Regions from separate parts of the Mus musculus genome. Here region 2 is linked to region 1. The links are chromatin contacts, called in public Hi-C maps. All regions are on one chromosome and are shown on one strand. Each heading gives the region's core, a stretch centred on a gene start, on an enhancer-like site or on the middle of the called end of the contact. The rest is flanking DNA. Distances are from core to core; before and after follow the strand shown. Region 1 overlaps Gm30799 (a long non-coding RNA gene). Region 2 overlaps Sipa1l1 (signal-induced proliferation-associated 1 like 1).

Region 1 (5,839 bases), core at 2,045-4,544:
CTCGAACTCCCTGTTTGTTTCCTTTTCTCTCCCTCCACCTCCTGAGTGCTGGGATCATGGACGTCTACGAACACACCCAGTCAATTCAGTGCTGGGGTTGACCCCAGAGTGAGGCAAGCTCTCTACCCACAGAGCTCCACCCACAGCCCTTGATTGCTTTCATTTTGAGCAAAGGTCTCACCTTGTTACTTGAGTTGGCTTGGAACTCACTAGGTAGCCTGGGCTGGCCTTGAACTTGCAGCAATCATTGTACCTCAACCTCCTGGTGCTGAGGTTGTTGGTATGAATCACCACGCCCAGCTGAGAAACCTTTTCTGATATCCCTGTAATGCGATGAACTGCCTGTCCCTAAGGTTGTCCCCTAAGGTTTGAGCTCATGAGCTGGTGACAAAGGCGAAAAGCAGTATACAGTGTCAGCAAGTGGGATAAGGATCTACTGACTCTCACCAACGGCTTTTGATTTTGTTTTTGTTATTTATTTATTTATAACTGGATCGTAGTCATAGAAGCAACCAAATGCCTAGTGACAGAAACATTAAAGTTGAGCTGCAGAAATGTCTCCAGCTAAGAGCAGGCATACAAGCAGGCATACAAACACGCCTTTTTCCAAGACAAATTCTCCTCTCTTCCCCCACTGGTACATGCTTCCCAGATCCCTCCCCACACACTTTTCCGCCTACAGGAATGACAACTACAGAACCATCAGCCTTTTGTATAACAGGAGCCTCCATCATGGCCCCGCTTGTCACCAGAGACCAGAGACCCAGTTGTTACAGCCTTGGTGGCTGTTTTCAGTGCCCCCCACTTTCTCTCACATCTCAGGGGGAGACAACCGTATGCTCTTGACAGCACCTTTCCTCCAGCGGATGCTTCTCCTCCTGATGGTGGAGGTGCTGCCCCTAGCCAGCATCCCTGTCTCCGTTCCATTTACACCCTGCTAGGTTAAAAGCCAAAGAATCAAAAGGAGTTGAGTAATTTTCTTCCTGGGGTTTCACACAGTTTCTTTCAGGGACGTCTTCAGTTTAGAGCAGGAGGGCTCCTCCCCAACCTTCCAGCTTCCTCCTCAGCCTCCGGAACTGACTCCACTGCCCACCACTTCACAGTGGGCCTTTTCCACCAGACACTTGGGATAGCCCTTAGGCCATTTCAGTAAAACCCCTCCAGCGCGTGAGCTTGCACACGGAGTCATTGTGCTACAGGCTGCATTTAGTTACCTCTGGGCTTCGCACTTAACTTCCTCCCCCAGACTCTAAAGTCTCAGAGAAGTTAGGGACAGGAGCATGCTCATATCTCTTGGCTCAGTACCTTTGCACTCAGAAACTAATCAATATGCTCAATGAATCTTTCAACCACCCTTCTTATATTAAACATAAAGGCAATGATTTAAGCACCATGAATCAAATAGTTAATCCCACTAGGATATAGTTTAAGGTGCATTGGCATGCCTTTGGGTGATTTTTGTCATTGTGTTGGCTAATCACAACTGTCAACTTGATGGAAATCACCTGGAAGAGCAGGCTCTTAAGGAGCTGCCTGGATTAGGTTGATGGAAACAAACCCTTTCTTCTTTAAATTGCTTTTATCAAGGTTTATTTTATCTTTTTAATTTTCTATGTCTGGGTGCTTTGTCTGCCTATAATATGTGAGCCATATGCATGCTGGGGGCCTGTGGAGGCCAGAAGAGGGCATCAGATCCCCTGGACCTGGGGTTAGGGATGGCTGTGAGCCACCATATGGATGTAAGGAATCAAACCCTGGTCCCTTGCAAGAGCAACCAGTGCTCTTGACCTCTGAGCCATCTCTCCAGCCCTGTGTCAGGGTATTTAATCAAAACAGTGGGGAAAGTAAAAGAGTAGTAAGCCTTGATGTGGATGGAGTTCAGCAGAACTAATTACTTCTTTGCATATAGCACAAGCAACGGCTAAGAGTCCAGTTTCTAAATATGTGTTCTATCTGGAGAAAAGCCCCTGTCTTCTCAACCAAAAATCACTTAACCCTTTGATGGACTGGAGAGGTCTCTCAGATCAAGCAGAACAGGACAAAAATCATCTAACATTGTGAAGACATACTGCGAATGGTCAGTGAATGTTCAGTCAGTCTGACATATGACAAGGCTCAGAAACAACTGTAATATGAAAGCCCTCCTCACCCGCCACCACTCAGGCCTGACCCAGAAAGCTGGAGTCAAGGTCTTCAGTGGTGAGGATGCACAGGATGGGAGTGGAGGAAGGTCCTGCCAGGTGGCAGGCCTGACAGATGTGACTGGGGATGGAACAACCCTAAGGGTGCATGAAGAAAACCAATAAAGTTCAGCGTGGATCCCCAAATCCGGGGCCCAGGGGGCAGGGGAGTTCTTGTTGCAAATAGACTCTATTCATGGCAGACAGAGCCTCCAGTGAGACGTCCTCAGATAGTCCCAGTAGTGAGGACAGTCTCTCCTGGAGGAACACGCAGACAAAAGCATAGAAATCCCAACCACCACCCTCTGAACCCAGAGAGTGACTTAGCTACTCCTGCATCGCTGTGAGCTAAAACGTGACAAGGCAACCTGAAGGAAGGAGAGGCTTAGCTCAGTTCAGAGGGTCAGATCTGTCAGTCAGTTATCCCAGAGAAGGTGTGATGGACCCAGCTCTTCCTACCACAGTGTCAAGAAACCAAGAACGAGACAGGAAGGGGGTCATGGGCTCCTTCCTTCTTCCTTGTTCCTCCCTTCCTTGTTCCTTTTTTGTTCCTTTCCTTCCAGCCTGGTCAGTAAACAAGAAACAAAATATCTGCCTGCGAGTTCCAACAGCCAGTGTACTGGGCTTTCTGCTCTCTCTCCTCCCCCTCGCTCACTAGTGTCTGGTATAGGGGTGGGGTTTCTATGAATGCCCTGAGCTACCTTTGTGCTGTTTTTAGGCTTTCTATTCTATAGACCAGAAAAAAAAATTGCTGAAATTAGGAGACATTTGAATGTTCCTCCTCAAGCCCAGAAAAGCTCTCTGCTGTTGCTATGTTTAAGAGCCCAGCATCGAGCTGTTTGGGCTTATGTCTTGCTGTTATGTAATAAATATGTTTTTCAGCTTTGGAAATCTGAGTACCTCTTGCAAGGATGAAAATGGTGGTCTCACAATGCTGTGCACCCCGGGGACACTTGGAAGAGGGTGGGAGAAGACAACAGAATACCTTGGGAGTATTCAAAGAGGGATGTGTGCAGAGGCGATATGAATGACTACTGAATTCCCAAAGAAACAGCAGAGGGGAGAAGAGAAGGGAGAAGAGGGGAGGGATGCTATGTATGCACTGGTGCCAGGGAATGCGTCATCAGAAACCACACTAAAGCTGCTGCAGAAGTCAAAGAGACACAGGAGAGGTGGACTGGTCTATTGGAGAAAGGAGATTTTATTAGCTCCTTCTATTATATAACAATTTACCCTGGTCTCTGCTGCTTAAAATAGAGTGCATTTATTATCAGGCAGTTGTGCGGTTCAGAAGTGTGGCAGTTATGGCTTGAATGTATGTCCCCCATAGGCTCCTGTGCTTGCACACTTACTCCCCTACTGGGGTGCTGATCAGGGAGGTTGTGGAGCTTCACGGAGGAAGTGGCTCATTCCAGGTAGGCCACGAGACCTGATAGCCCAGCCCCATTTCCTGTTCTCTCTCCACCCTTAAGTGTGGATTCAGGGTGACCAGACAGCCTCTTGCACTTGCTAATGTTCCCTCCTCATATACAGCCACGACCCTACCCCCTGCACGCTTCCCCCCTCCAGGAAAGGCATCCCTATAAAACTATAAACCAAAATCCACCCTTTCTTTCTTAAGATGCCTTTGTCAGGGTATTTATCAAAGAAAGAATCAAGAGCTGAAGATGGGCAGCGTAGCCAGTTCTCTGCTTGGTTAGGATCTCACGAAGTAAGGAGTTCACGTCCCCACTCCTACACCATTACCAGCAGAATATGGTTGCCCTTGGTCACAGGACCAAGGTTCAGTGCCCTTGCTGGATGTTGCTCAATTAATTACAATTCCTTACCTTGTGGCTCTCTTGCACAGTCGAGGCAGGGGTATCAGGAGTTCAAAGTCAGCCTTAGCTACATATACTGAGTTCAAGGCCAACCTGGGCTACATGATGCTCAGGTCACATTCTTCCGCCCTGTAATCAGGGTCCCCGAGTTCTACTACTTGATTTTCAGGTTGCTGATTATGAGAGCGGTTCTGTTACCAGGAGTCAGGTCTGGGCTCCAGGTGCGCCTCCAGGATTTTGGCCTCTTATTGAAATGAGGCTCCCACAGATTTGCAGAAGTAACAAGAGAACTTTATTCAAAGTAAAGAGCTTGGACAGATCAGATCCACTGTTGAGAGTGACAATAGGCCACAAGAGGAAAGGTACTCAAGGGCCCCCAGTTATTGCCTCGATCTTCCTTTTATTATTATGGGGGTTTGAAAGAGAACAGACCCCATAGGCTCGTACATTTGAATGTTTGGTCCTCAGTTGGTAGAACTATTTGGGAAGGATTGGGAGATGTGGCCTTGTTAAAGGAGATGTGCCACTGGAGGTAGGCTTTGAGGTTTCAAAAGGCCACACTAGGTGTCTCCCCCTCTCTCCTCACCAGGTCCCCACTCCCCCCTACCAGGTCTCCCCCATCCCCCTCCCCCCACCAGGTCTCCCCCCACCAGATCTCCCCACCTCCCCCTCCCTACTAGGTCTCCCCTCCCCTTGCCTGCTTCCTGTGGATCGTGATGTAAAGCCCTCAGCTACTGCTCCAGCACCATACCTGCCTGCCAGCTGCCATGAGCCCCACACCATGGTAGTCATACATTAGCCCTCTGAAACTGTAAGCAAGTTCCCATTTAAATATTTTCTTTTATAACTTGCCTTGGTCATGGTGTCTTATCACATAAAAAAAAATCTATAAAAAAGGAGGGATTCGGTTACTGGTGGTATGGTTTAGGTGGTTGCCTATTTTGATAGATAGATTCTGTTATATAACCATTTTTCTGTTCTGTGTATCCCAAGGTGGGGCAGTCTCTGGATGGCCTTTCTTTCAGTCTCTGTTCCATTTGTTTGTTTGTTTGTTTGTTTGTTTGTTTTTGTTTTTCGAGACAGGGTTTCTCTGTGTAGCCCTGGCTGTCCTGGAACTCACTTTGTAGACCAGGCTGGCCTCGAACTCAGAAACCCGCCTGCCTCTGCCTCCCAAGTGCTGGGATTAAAGGCGTACACCACCACTGCCCAGCTCTCTGTTCCATTTTTGTCCTTGCGTTTTCTTTAGACAGGGACAATTCTGGGTTAAAAATTTTTAGATGGGTAGGTGGCCCCATCCCTCCACCAGGGGGCTGTGCTTATCTACTGGAGGTGGTCTCTTCAGGTCCCATTTCCCCTCTGTTAGGTATTTGGCTAATGTCATCCCTGTTGGGTCCTGGGAACCTCTTGCTTCTCTGGTGTCTGGGACTTTTTAGTGGCTAACCCCAGTTCTCCACCCCCCCCCACCCCCCACTACATATTTCTATTCATTTTCCTGACTTCTTTTCTGTCTCTTCGCATACCTGATCTTGCCCCCCCCCTCCTTTCCCTCTCACGTCCCTCCCTCCCTCTACCTCCCATGATTATTTTGCTCACCCTTCTAAGTAGGATTGAAGCATCCTCACTTTGGTCTTCCTTCTTGTTAGGCTTCATATGGTCTGTGAGTTGTACCATGGGCATTCCAAGCTTTTGAGGGGGCTAATGTCCACTTATCAGTGAGAACATACCACTTGTGTGCTTTTTACCTCACTCAATATGATATTTTCTAGTTCCATCCATTTTCCTGCAAAATTCATGAAGTCATCATTTTTATTAGCTGAGTAGTACTCTATTGTGTAAATG
Region 2 (5,839 bases), core at 1,066-3,565, 330 kb after region 1:
CACTGTCACTTTGGAACTAAAAGAAGGAAATAGAAGTATAATTAATCCTAAATACTCAGGAACTATGTTTCCACTAACCACTTGGGCATTGAGAAGTCCTTCTTTGATAGATTGGTAGGTTGTAATCAGTGACTGTCTGGAACACTAGGTTTTAAGATCACTTCAGTACACACTGGCTGCGGGCCTGTGGGTTCATCCATGGAAAATGAAGGGCATGGATTATGTTATTACATACCTGGGATTAGGTTTGGTAATTTTCTTTTGTATAATTTAATCCTTTGAAAATTTCACACAGTATATTTGATCATAGTCTTCCCTCTCCTACCCATAGCTCCTCCCAAATTCCCTCCCTTCAATTTCATGTCTTTCTTTTTCCTTAAGAACCCATCAAGTCCAGTTGATGCTGCCCACACACTGAATCTGAGACATTCCACTGGAGTGTGGTGTACCTACCAGGGAGCACACTCTTAGAGAAAACTGATTCTCCCACTCTCAGAAGCCATCAACTGTTTCTATTTCTCCAGTGTCTTGATTTCCTTTCCCTTGCTGTGAAGAGACACTGTGTCTAAGGCATCTTATATAAGAAAGCATTTTATTAAAGGCTTGCATATAGTTTCAAGGCAGAGAGCATGGCAGCAGAGTGGGCAGGAACACAGGGGTAAAAGCTGAGAGCTTATCTGATCCACAAGCAGGAGGGAGGGAGGGAGGGACGGAGGGAGAGAGAGAGAGAGAGAGAGAACACTAACTGGTAAAAGACATGAGCTTCGAAACCTCAAAGCTCACTTATAATGACATCTCTTGTCCAAAAAGACCTACTAACCCTTACCAAGCAGTCAAACATGAGTCTCATTCAAACTAACATACTCAAGGGTAGGAGCATATGAATTTCTTCTCCCTCCATGCTAGAGTATTTTCCTGGCTTGATCATGTGCAGGTCTTATACAGGCAAACACAGGTACTGTGAGTTCATGAACACAGCTATCCTGCTAAATCCAAAAGACAGTGCTCCCCTCCGCTCCTCCCTGACCTCTGGCTCTTTATACTCTTTATACTCCATTTTCTGCATGGTCCCTGAGCTTTGGGAGCTAGTTTGATGTTCTCCTTGTGGCTAAACACTCCATAGTCATTGTATGGAGTTCCCTTTGACCAGTTATGAGTTTCTGTGTTAACCACTGCTTGCAACACAGAGAAACTTCTCTGATGAGTTCTGACAGCTGCACTGCTCTAAAGGTGAACAGATAGAAATTTAGAGAGTAGTTTGATACTGTGTCCAATTAACTAATAAAACAACAGCAAGTTCATCCATGGGTTCTTGGATTATAGTACCAGGCATACGTTTCCTCCTGTGGAACAGGTCTTAAATCCAGTCAGAGTTGTTGGTTACTCCCATAACATTTGTGCCATTATTATACCCAGGTACATATCTTGCAACACTGGTTATTATTGTACTTCACAGACTTTATAGCTGATAAGACTATTGGTAGATTTTTCTGCAGTAGCAAGTGAGAGACCCTATCTCAAAATAAGTAAGTATTGGGAAAATACTTCAGGAACAACACCAAGTGTTATATTCCAGCCTTTACACACACACACACACACACACACACACACACACACACACACATGCACATATGCACACATACACACACACACACCAATTATTGTTTATTTTCTATGGGATTGATGGGTTTCATAGCATTTGGAAGTTATTAATCTTCATTCTCTAAACCTGTGTGGCCATTAATATTCAATGTCTTGGTCCCTTTAAAATATAGCAAAGCAGGAAGAGCTGGGTTATTTTAGAGGAAAAAGCAAGTTACTGTGCACAATAGTCCCTAAGCAGATAGTCTAGGCTGTGGGCTCAGCACAAGTCAGGGAACTCAGCGTGCTGAAAGCCAGTGAGAAGAAACTGCTACCCTTCCCAAGTGACACAATGCCCAGCAACAGTCAGCTTCCAGCTCTGCAGAACTAAACTGCCAGCATGTAGGCCGTCACACCTTCTGCTCCTGAGGAGGCCTGATGGCATCAGAGTCACAGTATTGGAAACAGCAGAGCTGTATGTCACAAGGGTAAAACTGGTTCTAACTTTTCTTTGCCCAGAACATCATGTATTTGGGGATGTAAACACACTGGGGTGGCTTCCCCCAGTTGCCCTGTGTGTGTCCTCATGTGTGGACAGTCAGAAGACAAAGCCTCTATTGAGTTACATAAAGGCAGAGGAGGGGTGGGATGAGAGCCAGCCTTCTGGAAAGGCTGCTTTTCATTTTGGGCTAACTGCAGTAACCAAGTGGAATTTCCTGATGCATTTGCCAAGTGACAGAGCTGATGTTGAGAAGGAGCGTGAGGTGTTTTAGTTTAATGTTTGTTTTACAGAACAGGCTACAGGACAAAAGTTCTAAAGCCAAAAATAAAAGTTGTGTTTACTTTACCCAAGGAGCCATGTGACTAAACATTTTACATAGCCACCTCACGACTCAGCTGCCTGCATGTCCCATTGGCTCCAGCTGGCTCATAGTCTACTTCCATCCCAACTTTCCCTCTTTTCTATAGTATTTCTTCCTCTTTGCAGTGACAGGACCAAAGCTGTACAAAATGGAACCACATCTGCAGTCTGTCAGTGTTAGTTACACATGGAAGACAGACTCTGGGTCAGAAAGGCATTGAGTGGCATCATGTGGCTTGAGTCTGTGCTGTTCCCTAGTTCTTACTCAGTTTTGTTTGTAGCTTGCACTTCCCATTGCACCTTCACTGCAATCCTGGTTATATCTGAGTGGATTGTGAGAATCGCATAGAAGCCTGAGTAGACAAAAGTATAAGGACATCCAACTTTGGTGCCCAGATATTCGTGATTACTCTCCTGTCAGACACAGTAGTACTAGGGCCTGGAGAGAGGACTCAGTGGTTAAGAGCACTAGATGCTCTTTCAGAGAACCTGGTTTGGTTCCCAGCACCCACATGGCAGCTCACAATTGTCTGTAACTCCAGTTCCAGGGGCTCTGACACCCTCTTCGGCTTTCTATGGCCACCACATGCACAGGGTTCATTGATATATACACAGGTGAAGCACCCATACTCACAAAATAAAGTAAAAGTGGATCTTAATATAAAATGTGCCCCGGATATAGTTGAACTAGGTTCCTCTAATCAGTCAGCACTACAGCTGCCTCCAGACACATCCTGGGCCCTGCCATGGTCATTGAAGTCTGAGTGGCTGGGAGCAAGTCTTACTCTAGCAAGTGCAGAACACAGAGCAAGTGTCTGAGGGACACTGTTGAGGGTGGTGCTCTCACCCTGCGTGTATATGGAAAACCCTGTGGTGACTAGACATTAACTAGCAAAAGCCTGGCTTACCATGGTGATGGAAGATTCTTAGAGGTGGCCTGCTGTGGCTTCCCATCACAGTCTCCAGAGTAGCCTTGGTAGTTCTCTTGCCATGTGTGGCCATAATGTTTTGTGTTATATCTTAGCCCCTGTAACACCATTCCTGTTTCAACAGTTAACAAAGCACACTGATTTGGTTATATTTGCTTTTAGCAAATTATAAATTCTAAAATCCAAGACTTTTCAGCTCTTCTAGATCTTCCACAGGAAGGAACCCTGGCTAAGGTAGGTGTTAGGGATGGGCAGTAGTTCACCAGTTCGTAGTATTTGCTTCTCTTGCAGAAGACCTAGGTTCAGTTCTCAGCACCCACATTGGGCAGCTTACAATCTCGATTGCTGTCCAACACCCTTTTTTGGCCTCTACAGGTACCAGGCGTAAGAGTGATGTTTATGTATATACAGCCAAAGCATTCATACATGTAACATGAAGATAAATAGGATCGGTCCTGTGCTTACAGCCAAAGCATTCATACATGTAACATGAAGATAAATAGGATCGGTCCTGTGCTGTTGAGACAGAGTCTCATGGAGAAATAGGTACTTGTGAGATAGTCCATTCTTTGTGATGTGATGTGATATTACATGGAATAGACTGCTATAGGATTTGAAGAGGTTCTGCTCTGTGCATTCAGATACAGTATTGGAGAATTGGGGGTTAATAGGAAGATAGGAAGGCATTCTAGGTAGGCTGTGGATGAATGGAAAGTATGGATACAGTGGTACTCTGAATCTTAGTCAGCCAATCCAGAATACAAGATATGGGGAGCAATTAAGGTTGCATGGGTGTGAGAATGGAATCAGATTGGATGGTGCAGCGCCTTGAAGAAGGTGACAGGGTGTTTCAGGAAATATAAAAAAGAATGTCAAGTTCCCACGCTACTGCCAGCAGTTCTCTGCCTCGGCGGGCTAGCCAGCCTGTTCTTATCTTGTGAAGTCTCTCTGGCCCAGAGCTCCCGAAACGTTTCCCCCTAGCTTGCAAGGTTCTTACTGGCGGGTCACTACCATGCCAGCTCAGTGCTTCAAACCTCCCACAGCCTTTGTGGTGCACATCTGGCAAACCCACGCTTTGCTGTCATACCTTTCTCTCTTGAACCCAGTCAAACCACTGCAAGAATGAAAACACTACACAAATTTATTTCAGAAACGACAGTAACTTAGTCTTGCTGGGAACAACTAAAATCCTAATCTTATAAACCTTATTAAATCTAAATCCAACGGTAGCGAATCCTGACAGACCCACCATTGAAACCGGGAGACTCTAGTTGGTACATCTTGTTCTCACTCCTCTCCAAAATGCTCTAACTCTCTCCTGCTTCCTCTCTTCCTCCATACAACCTGGAATTCCTGCCTACGTCCCCAGTGATTTGCTCCTTTATTCATTAGGGGATGGTTCACAAGTCACCAGAGTAGGTGACTCATTCCTCACAACCCCTCCCAGGAGAGCGGAATTGGCATCAAAATACAAGCAAACCCGGGGCTGTCCACAGCTACAGGGTTTTGGTGATGTCTTATGGACAAGGCAGACTTTAGAGAAGCCTCTAGCACTGGTTGGCATTGTGGAAGAACATCGGTAGGAGCTATTGGAGGGGTGGGATGGAGAGAGCCTGGAAGTCGGGAGACCGTTGGGTGGAAGAGATCAGAGGGCAGTCATGGTGGAGCCCATGACGTCAAGCCATACTTTCAAGACCACTACCTATGGTGCCAGGACACATTTTGTGTGTAGTCCACAAATGTGCACATTAGGACAATTAACTCTGAAAGTTAGGAGGCAAAGGAAGCATGGCTTCAGTGTGCTTAACTTGTTAGAACAAATAGAGGAGGGACCGGTTCCACTCACAACACGGGAGGAAAGCTGTTAGATTTGAAGAGGCTTGATTTGAATTGCTAAATCTCCTCAAGTCTCTCGGATTAAGGAGCAGTATCTAGGAGACAGCCAGAGAGAACTCTGATCTGCCTCATAGGTCAATGCAGTGCTAGACTCTGAGCAGCTCTCCTTACCTCCTTCTCTCCCTAGGAAAGCTTCCTGGACTGGGTCTCTGAGCCCTTCTGCCACCTGCTGAGCCAAACACCTCCCATCTGTAGACTCATTGGAGGAATGGCTTCGTTCCAGCCAGCCAGGCTCTGGCCCAGGGTTTCCACTCTGCTTGGAACCAAAGATGACTTCACATTAGAAGTCTGTAGACCATGCCAAACCCATACAGACTGTCAATCAGTGGAAGGACTCCTTGCCTTCTCTGTGGACAGCAGCTCATAGAAAATGCAGTAGACTTGGCCAAGCAACCTAGCCTATTGTGGCTTAGGGTGAATGACTTAGACCCCATTTCTTCTGCTATCACATGGAAGCAGCCTGCCCTAGTGGGAGGCCAGGCATCTGCAGGCAGCATTTGAAATAAAGTTGCTTTGTTATTAAGTCTGCTCAAGTTGTCAACACTTACAGATATCCCTGTGGCTGCCTGCC

The links. A called contact is a pair of places that touch in the nucleus more often than the background predicts.
Region 2: a Hi-C map of cerebral cortex shows a contact between it and region 1, with 2.6 times the contacts expected there. The contact joins two enhancer-like sites. A contact is called at or near these places in 1 of 484 Hi-C or Micro-C datasets (cerebral cortex), 2 of 115 datasets of contacts at active chromatin or transcription factors (astrocytes and neural progenitor cells) and 3 of 9 other capture datasets (adipose tissue, embryonic stem cells and pancreatic islet).

What each region holds. Positions count from the first base shown.
Region 1 is chr12:82,077,482-82,083,320 of GRCm38.p6, forward strand. All of the region lies in intron 3 of Gm30799 (a long non-coding RNA gene), which reads left to right. Among named protein-coding and RNA genes, the nearest start is that of Gm30799, 11 kb to the left of the region's middle. Within about 2 kb of position 3,295, at least 24 of the 459 cell types and tissues checked have an H3K27ac peak or open chromatin away from gene starts, as enhancers often do. A contact at or near this core is called in cerebral cortex, where this site is marked.
Region 2 is chr12:82,410,381-82,416,219 of GRCm38.p6, forward strand. All of the region lies in intron 10 of Sipa1l1 (signal-induced proliferation-associated 1 like 1), which reads left to right. Among named protein-coding and RNA genes, the nearest start is that of Gm30916, 22 kb to the left of the region's middle. Within about 2 kb of position 2,316, at least 77 of the 459 cell types and tissues checked have an H3K27ac peak or open chromatin away from gene starts, as enhancers often do. A contact at or near this core is called in cerebral cortex, where this site is marked.